2 separate regions of the Mus musculus genome follow, and region 1 is linked to region 2. The links are chromatin contacts, called in public HiChIP or PLAC-seq maps. All regions are on one chromosome and are shown on one strand. Each heading gives the region's core, a stretch centred on a gene start, on an enhancer-like site or on the middle of the called end of the contact. The rest is flanking DNA. Distances are from core to core; before and after follow the strand shown. Region 1 holds the start of Clec12a (C-type lectin domain family 12, member a). Region 2 holds the start of Klrb1b (killer cell lectin-like receptor subfamily B member 1B).

Region 1 (4,002 bases), core at 647-3,146, 520 kb before region 2:
TAGGTACTAGACACTACTGTGGCTACTAATAAAACAGAGTAGTAAGGTGTGTGTGTTTTTGTTGTCATCTAGACGCATTTTAAAGGACAGGAAACAAAGTGCAAAATGACTGATTAATAGAGAAATGATAGATACATAGGTAATAGATATATAGAGATGATAGAGATAGGTAGATGATAGATAGATAGATAGATAGATAGATAGATAGATAGATAGATAGATAGATAGATAGGAACTTGAGAGTGAAAGCCACGAGATAACTTAGAAATGCATGTAGAGTGACACTAGAGCAAGAGACCTAGGAAGAGCCCTCCAGTGCTCCATCAAAGAACACAATCAAGCCAGGACAAGCAGAAGAACAAAACCAGCTCAGCCACAGGGATAGTGAAAACCAGGGGGATGTGTCACAGAGAATGCACAGTGTGAAGGAATTTCCTGTAGGTTTTGATATGTTTTGGGTGTTGTGCTGAGTATGTCATGTTGTGTTATATTGTATTGAGAGTAGAGCCTTGAATATGCTAAATGAGTGCTTTAGCACTCAGCTGTATCCTCAGCTCTCTTCTTACCTCTTATTTTGAGACAGGATCTCACTTAACTGACTGCACAGGTTGACTCTGAACTCTCTCATAGCCCAAGTAGGCCTTGAACTTCCAATCTTACTGGATATCTGAGATTAGAGAACCACTCCCTTAGATCTACCAAAAGAGCAATCTTAAAATGGAATGCTCAGCAATATAAAAACAGCAGAAAGGCACAGCAATGAGGTAGAGACATGACTCAGAAGTAGCTCAGGGCCTAACTGTACTTGCTTTGCAAGCCTTATAACCTAAGGGAAATTCCTGGTGGTTCACATGATGCAAGGAGAGGACTGTCTCCTCAAACTGTCCTCAGGCTGCCACACAAGCACTGTGGCACAAGCACACATATACACACACGTACACATATGCGCGTGCACACACACACACACACACACACACACACACACACACTCATACATGTTCATACACATATGCACACACATACACAGATTAAATTTAACCTAAATTTAAGACAAAGAGTAGAGATTTGAATGCTAGGATAAAATATGGAAACTCCTGAAGATCTGGATCAGAGCAAGCTCCATGAACAATGAGGAGAGAAGCCAGATTTAAAAATAAAAAATGTTCTCCCCTTCTTTGTCTTTCTCCTACACTTCAAGCAGTTTGCGTTCAAAAATCTAGCAAGAACATATAAGCCCATGACTTTCCTGAATAAGGTATAGTCCTAATTCCATGGCTTCACACACACACACACACACACACACACACACACACACACACACACACACCAAAACAAAACAAAACCTTCACAATAAAACACTGTCATTTGAAAATACAATCTCTTTCCACATACCTCAATTTAATTTAATATTAAAAATGTAAAATACAATGTTGTATTACAATGGCTTAAAGAAATACCTTATGCTTTAAAGAAAAAAATTATTTTTAATCACTTTGTTATTTGGGGTTTAAATGAAAGGCTGAACAAAAATTCATATGGCATATTAAAATTTAAAGAAATAAAAATTAAAAATTCACATTGCATGAATCTGTGGTCACTGCCATCTCATCCATGGCTCAAAATCTTACCTTTTCCCCCACATTTGTCAGACTTCTGGGTTTCTTCTTTTTTATCAGGGTCCTGGATTTTGAGATTTGCATAAACAATTTCTTCAGACATTGATGAATATTCAAAGAAGGCTCCAGAAAATGTCCTTCGAAAAAGGTGAGAGGGCTGACAGTTAAGTAAGCCTACCTAGACTTTCAACCCTCTGTAAACTGTGGCTAACCTCACAAGCTCAAATTTCCTTTTGAAAAACCACTATGCCAGACTCTCAAATATGTGTCTATGAGCCACAGTCAGTTTATTGCCTCAGACAAGAATAAATAAGATTGAAAGAGGAACACTTTTCTTCCTCATATTTCTTCCTTTTTCTTTACATAAGGTAATTTTTTAAACTGTGCTTGGATAATATTAGCTTCATACGAGTTGCGCAATTTGCTCCTACCACACAGTGCAGAAACAGCATATGATTAAACTCTGAAACAGGGAAATAATCGGAGTGATTCAAATCTCAAATGCTCCCTGGTGCACCACCATGCCCTTCCCCCAACCTTGAGCAGGCTCAAGTGGAGTTATCGCCTTGCTGCACCTGCAAGTTCCTGAAATAAGCTCACTGAGCTTGCTTTGCAACATAATACAGCCTAAACAAAGGTTGGGTTTTGTGGTCTTCCCTTTTTACCTGGAGCTGCAGAATTAAACTTTGCCTTGATCTTGGCTTCATCCTTTTCTTGCAGCCCATAGTCCTTTTCATTCCCAGCCCCCCTTTCAGGTTAACCCAGTTCTCAGTGGCTACTGGATGGCTACAGGTGGTGCATAGCTTGAGGCCTGAAAATGGGGAAGTGGGAGGAAGCACTGAGAAACACTGGCTTGAGTGGAGCTCCACAGAAAACAGAAGAAGTAATGGTATCCTGCCCAGTAATGAACAACATTAATGCTAACACTAGTTAGTTTATTTTAGGGAGGCTGTTGTTGCAGGAGGTGTATTAAGGGCATACAGCTGGGCTGAAGAGGTGTTGACCCGAAGCCAACTTCACCTAGGGGTAACAGCTCAACGGGACAGGGGAATTCTATATAGCCATTTCTCCACAGCCAAGAGTTGCATCAGGTGAGAGGAGCAGGGTTTAAAAACAGATGTTAGAAAAATTCTTAGCACAAGTAGATTTATGCTGTCCATGGTGCCCAGAAGTAGAAATGGTATTCAAATGACATGAGAAAGAGAGAGAGAGAGAGAGAGAGAGAGAGAGAGAGAATAGGTTTCAGAAAAGCAGGTATCCCCTGTCCAGGACATGTTAGCAAAAGAGATAAGCTATTTCAGAGCTCTCCTTGGGACAGGAGGAAATCAGAAGACATCCTGCTTCCTCTCTGGCTCCTACTGGAGATATCCTTAGTCCTGGTTCTAGGTCCCTTTAGGACATCAAGTTCTCTTCCCTCTCTGTCTATTGTCTGTCCTTGGTGCACCAATCTGTCCATGTGTGTCAATTTACACCTGTTTTTGTTTCGTTGTTTGAATGATTGTTGTTCGTGTTTAGTGTTGAAAAGAAAAAAATGGCTAAAACTTTATGTGCTGGCTGCCCACCCCCTGATTTAATTTAGCTTGTTTAAAGGCAGTCTTAATTGTCCTTTGGAGCCCTGCACCTATAGTTAGGAGTCAATCACAGCTGGAGAAGCCCTGCTAGGGGCTGATTACCTGCCATGCTGCTTTTAAAGGGCCCAGCAGCTTCTCAAGTTCTATGGTAAAGAAGCTGACAGTTGTTCCTCCTAGAAAAATCTCTGATTGTGATTATTGGGTTCAGCAAGTAATAAGGTGCTTTTTCTCTTGAAATTATAGCTAGAAAGGATACGAAAATTTTGTTTGGTTTTGAAAGACTCCCGAAGAGGGGAGACTCTCATTCAAGTCTCAGGATGACGAGACCCCCCAAGAACTCATGAGAGACCGTCCTTGCTGTGAAAGAACCTAGTGAGGAACCCCCCACTCAATTCCCAATTTGGCGTGCACCCAAAGAATCACGAAAAGACCGACTTGATGTAAATGCACAAGGTAGTTTAATGGTGGAGCTCCGGGTCATCTCACACAGGAGACAGTGGATTCGACCACGAGGCTTAAAAGCTAGAGGTTTTTATAGAAAAGGGTCTGGGACTGGGGGAGGAATTGGCGTGGTTTCACATGATTGGCTCATTTAAACATCAGCAGACTGTACATGCAGATCGAGGTAACAGCAGAGCATCTGGTTAACATTTAACTTAGATCAGAAGGGCGGGAGATAGGGAGGCGCTGGGCCAGTCCAGACATTCTTGTATGTCTTCCCTCTCTTTATGGCTAGTTGGTTCCTGGGATGACTTTACAGCCTTTGTTCTTTGCTCTAAGCCCAAAAAGCCCTCCTAACTAGCAAGCTGCATGAG
Region 2 (3,862 bases), core at 882-3,381:
CAGACATACACCGTGTTCACACCCAGGCATAAACACATACACGGACATGGACAAATAAAAATAAATAAAACCCAGGATCACATACAATCGTTCACGCCTTAAGCCCTTTAGATTTCATAACACGTTGTATATGCATAATATCACATTGTATTCTTCTGCACACAACTACACACACCTGCCCACACTCCTTATATTTTATAGCAACAAGATCATTATAGTCCTGACATCTGACATATTTTGCGGTGGAACTATCATTTGGGCAATTAGGTGATCGGATGACTTTGGTCAGTCAGATTCTCCTGACATGTATTCTCAGGAGGGTTTTATTTTTATCTGTTCAATGATGGCCACATAACAAAACTTCTGTTGTAAAAAAAACTACTTTCAGTACTTGGTATTGCCCCTGCCACTCTGTCACAGGAAAAGTGGTCTATCAGCTGCATGGGCAATAACAATCGTCACTGGTTGTTATTTTTAGTTTCTTTACGATTTGTGGCTTAGAGGCTTTTGGAAGCACTTGCTGATGAAAGTATCTCCCCTCACATCTCTTGATTTTAGTAAGGCCACTGTAGATCCATCATGGTCAGGCTTCAGAACATGCAACATTTCAATGTTGGGCTTGCAGAGATGGCTCAGTAGTCAAGAGCACCAGCTGTCCTTCCAGAGGGACAATTCCCACCTTACATGGCAACATGGCAGCTCACACCCACAGAACACCAATACACATACAATAATAAAGTAAACCTAAAAACCACCTTAAACGTCAATCCTCAAAGATTTATTTTTCATCTAATCTCAGCTTCAGACTTCTCTGTACTCTATTGATCTTTCTAATCTATCCTCTTATTCACTGACCCGAAGGCTGTTTGCTTAAGCATAATCCATGAGCCACCTCAAATATTTGGAATGTTATTCACACATTTCCCACTGAAGATACTCGTGATATCTAGGGAAGAGAGGAGGGTTAAGTATAGGAAGTGAATTATTAACAAACTTTCAGGTGATTCTTATATATACTAAAGCCTGAGGTCCTGATGTATTTGAAATTTATATATACACTAACATTTCAGCACTGGTTGAAATTAGTACTGTTGCCTGCTAGGTTTAGTAATCTGAGCAAAATAAATACATAGGATCTCTCAGGATGGACAAGTCTGGAGAATCCCATACACTTGTTGAAGTCTTAGGTTTCAATAGCATGAGTATTGAGTGAGGGGACTGTCATCAGTGACAGCTGAGGACATTTCACAGTGTCTTAAGTGATCTGTGAGATACTAACACAGGCTTACCCATACTTCATAGTCATTATGGTCATGGAAAAATGAGTGTGAGCCCCAAGTTGTCTGTACACATCCCCTGTCTCCTAGAACTCACAGCCAGCAGACTGCTGCCAGTACCCGATACTTGTTCAACTCCACTCTGACCACAGAAAGTGGCTTTAAGGAAATCCTTGATTTTCTTCTTCTTTTTCACTTGTGATATGACAATACCCGACATGGGGGCATTTGTGGTCCTTGCTCTAAGGCTCTAGGCCTACAAATCCTTCGATGAGTTAGCACATCCCATAGACCCAAGTCCTCCACTCCCTGAGCTCTGAATGATGGAGCCCTTAGCTCAGAACAGCACTGAGTGGGACCTGCTGCTTTTCCTGTTGTGTTGCCATGGGTTCTCACCACAGCAGCATCTCCACAATCCACAGCTCCCTTCACAGTATGCAAATTTCAGGAGGATGTTAGAGCTTCAACTCACGTCAGATAGTACCGTGGACATTTGTGTCCTAATCCACATTTTCATAACATAGAATAAAATGTCACACATCTTAATCCCTGGGGGCTGAGGGAAAGGTAAATTTGAACTCAGGATAAATATTTCACTCATTGGAGATCTGAGAGGATAACTCATAACGGATGGTTAGAGGAATAAGAACATAAGAAAGACCTTTCCAGAAATTTGTTAGAAACCAAACCGTACGTTCTGTATGTGGCACATTCTTGTCTAAAGAAAAAAAGAAAAGGAAGCCTGAGAGTAGGACAGACACCAGGTCAATAGCTATGGAGAAACCCTCAGCCACCAGTGTGGGCGGGTGTGGACACACACAGCACAGCATACCCAGCGGACTTCCTTTTTGGCTCATTTCACCTCACAGGACTCAAAGTTTGTCCCTGTTCACGAGGCCGGTGTCAAGTCCCTCCATCTACAATGGATTCAACAACACTGGTCTATGCAGATTTAAACCTAGCCAGGATCCAAGAACCTAAGCATGATTCACCTCCATCTCTTTCCCCAGGTAAGCAGCTTGCTTCTGGCATTTGAATTATCTTCCAGAGTTAAGATTATCCTCCAAAACTTATGGGTGTAAGTCATTGATTTAAAGGTGACAAGCAGGTATATGTTAGAGTTAAATAGTATAGCTATCCTGCCTGCAGAAAACCACAGTTCTACAAATGCCATAGAGTCCATTTTTACTCGTGTAGTCAGAAGGAAATCCGAACATTACTTCTCCTATTCTGCCTTTGCTAAGAATTCTAAGAAAGAATATTTTACTCCCATGAGCCAAGGGGTGGTTTAAGAGATACTTGCTGCATTCCATTGCTAATTCCAAATTCGTCTACAGAACATGGACACTACGATCCCGTTCTACCTTGGTGGCAACCCCAGCTCTCCCTTCACAGTGAAGTGTGTAGACGTCATTGTTAATGTCTTTGTCGCCTGAAAAGGAAGACATTCGTTGTGGGGAAAGTCATAGTAAAAATGAAAGGTCTGAATTAAATTAAAAGCCAGTAATTTTTATATATTAAAATTTATTCAATTTGTTAAAAAGCTGGTTCTTTCTCTCTTGCAAAGTATAACAGCTATAAGTGGAGGAACCACAAGTTACCTGAGCCAGTTGGGAATTAATCTTTCAATGCTGGCCAAAAGTAGCACTCTTGTCCACCAGAGGATTTAATGATTCTAGCAAAAGAAATGTGGAAGTCTACCAAGAGGTGAAGTATGTGACATAAGGATGGCTGAGATGTAAGAGAACAGAAACTCAGGTAGAGAGTGTATAAAATAATCATGAAAACAAAATTCTAGTCTGCTGTCTAACTGAACACAGGGCAGTTGTTTTCCAATATGATGTTCTCTATGTGTTGTAACATGTGGACTTCCAACTTTAGTGGTTCTTGTTAGAAACTATTAAATTGTCAAAGGTTTGAGTCAAGGAGAAAGTCTCAGAGTCACCAAATAAATTTCATTATAATGTTTACGTAAGGGTCAGTGGAGAGTGGAAGAGGGCCTGGTAGATAACTCCACGGGGAGTGATGGTGTCAGCTATTTTGTGTTGGGAAAAAGCAAGTCTTTGTTTTCCCATCATGCCTAACAAAAGTGGAGAAAAGACCTTGTTGAAAATGGTATAAGAAAACCAGCAAGATTCTGCTGAAAAGACCCTGATATAGCTGTCTCTTAGGAGGCTATGCTGGTGCCTGGCAAACACAGAAGTGGATGCTCACAGTCAGCTATTGCATGGAACACAGGGCCCCCAATGTAGGAGCTAGAGAAAGTACCCAAGGAGCTAAAGGGGTCTGCAATCCTATAGGTGGAACAACAATATGAACTAACCAGTCCCCCCAGAGCTCATGTCTCTAGCTGCATATGTATCAGAAGATGGCCTAGTCGGCCATCACTAGAAAGAGAGGCCCATTGGTCATGTAAACTTTATATGCCCCAGTACAGGGGAACACCAGGGCCAAGAAGTGGGAGTGGGTGGGTAGGGAAGTGGGGGTGGGTGGGTATGGGGGACTTTTGGGATAGCATTTGAAATGTAAAATAAGAAAATACCTAATAAAAAAAGAAGACTAATATAGAGAAAAATAATAATGCT

The links. HiChIP or PLAC-seq counts read pairs in DNA pulled down with a chosen protein or histone mark.
Region 1: an H3K4me3 HiChIP or PLAC-seq map of bone marrow-derived macrophages shows a contact between it and region 2, with 8 times the contacts expected there. The contact joins the promoter of Clec12a here to the promoter of Klrb1b in region 2. A contact is called at or near these places in 10 of 39 promoter capture datasets (the 3T3-L1 cell line, 3T3-L1-derived adipocytes, the C10 cell line and 7 more), 1 of 15 datasets of contacts at CTCF or cohesin (embryonic stem cells), 3 of 484 Hi-C or Micro-C datasets (bone marrow-derived macrophages, brown adipocytes and large pre-B cells), 12 of 115 datasets of contacts at active chromatin or transcription factors (DN3 thymocytes, the NIH/3T3 cell line, T-cell acute lymphoblastic leukemia and 8 more) and 3 of 9 other capture datasets (embryonic stem cells, liver and macrophages).

What each region holds. Positions count from the first base shown.
Region 1 is chr6:129,348,138-129,352,139 of GRCm38.p6, reverse strand. Clec12a (C-type lectin domain family 12, member a) reads right to left here and starts at 1,896. Exons shown (of 6, transcript NM_177686.4): 1 at 1,629-1,896. The coding sequence starts at 1,719.
Region 2 is chr6:128,824,584-128,828,445 of GRCm38.p6, reverse strand. Klrb1b (killer cell lectin-like receptor subfamily B member 1B) reads left to right here and starts at 2,131. Exons shown (of 6, transcript NM_030599.4): 1 at 2,131-2,287. The coding sequence starts at 2,200.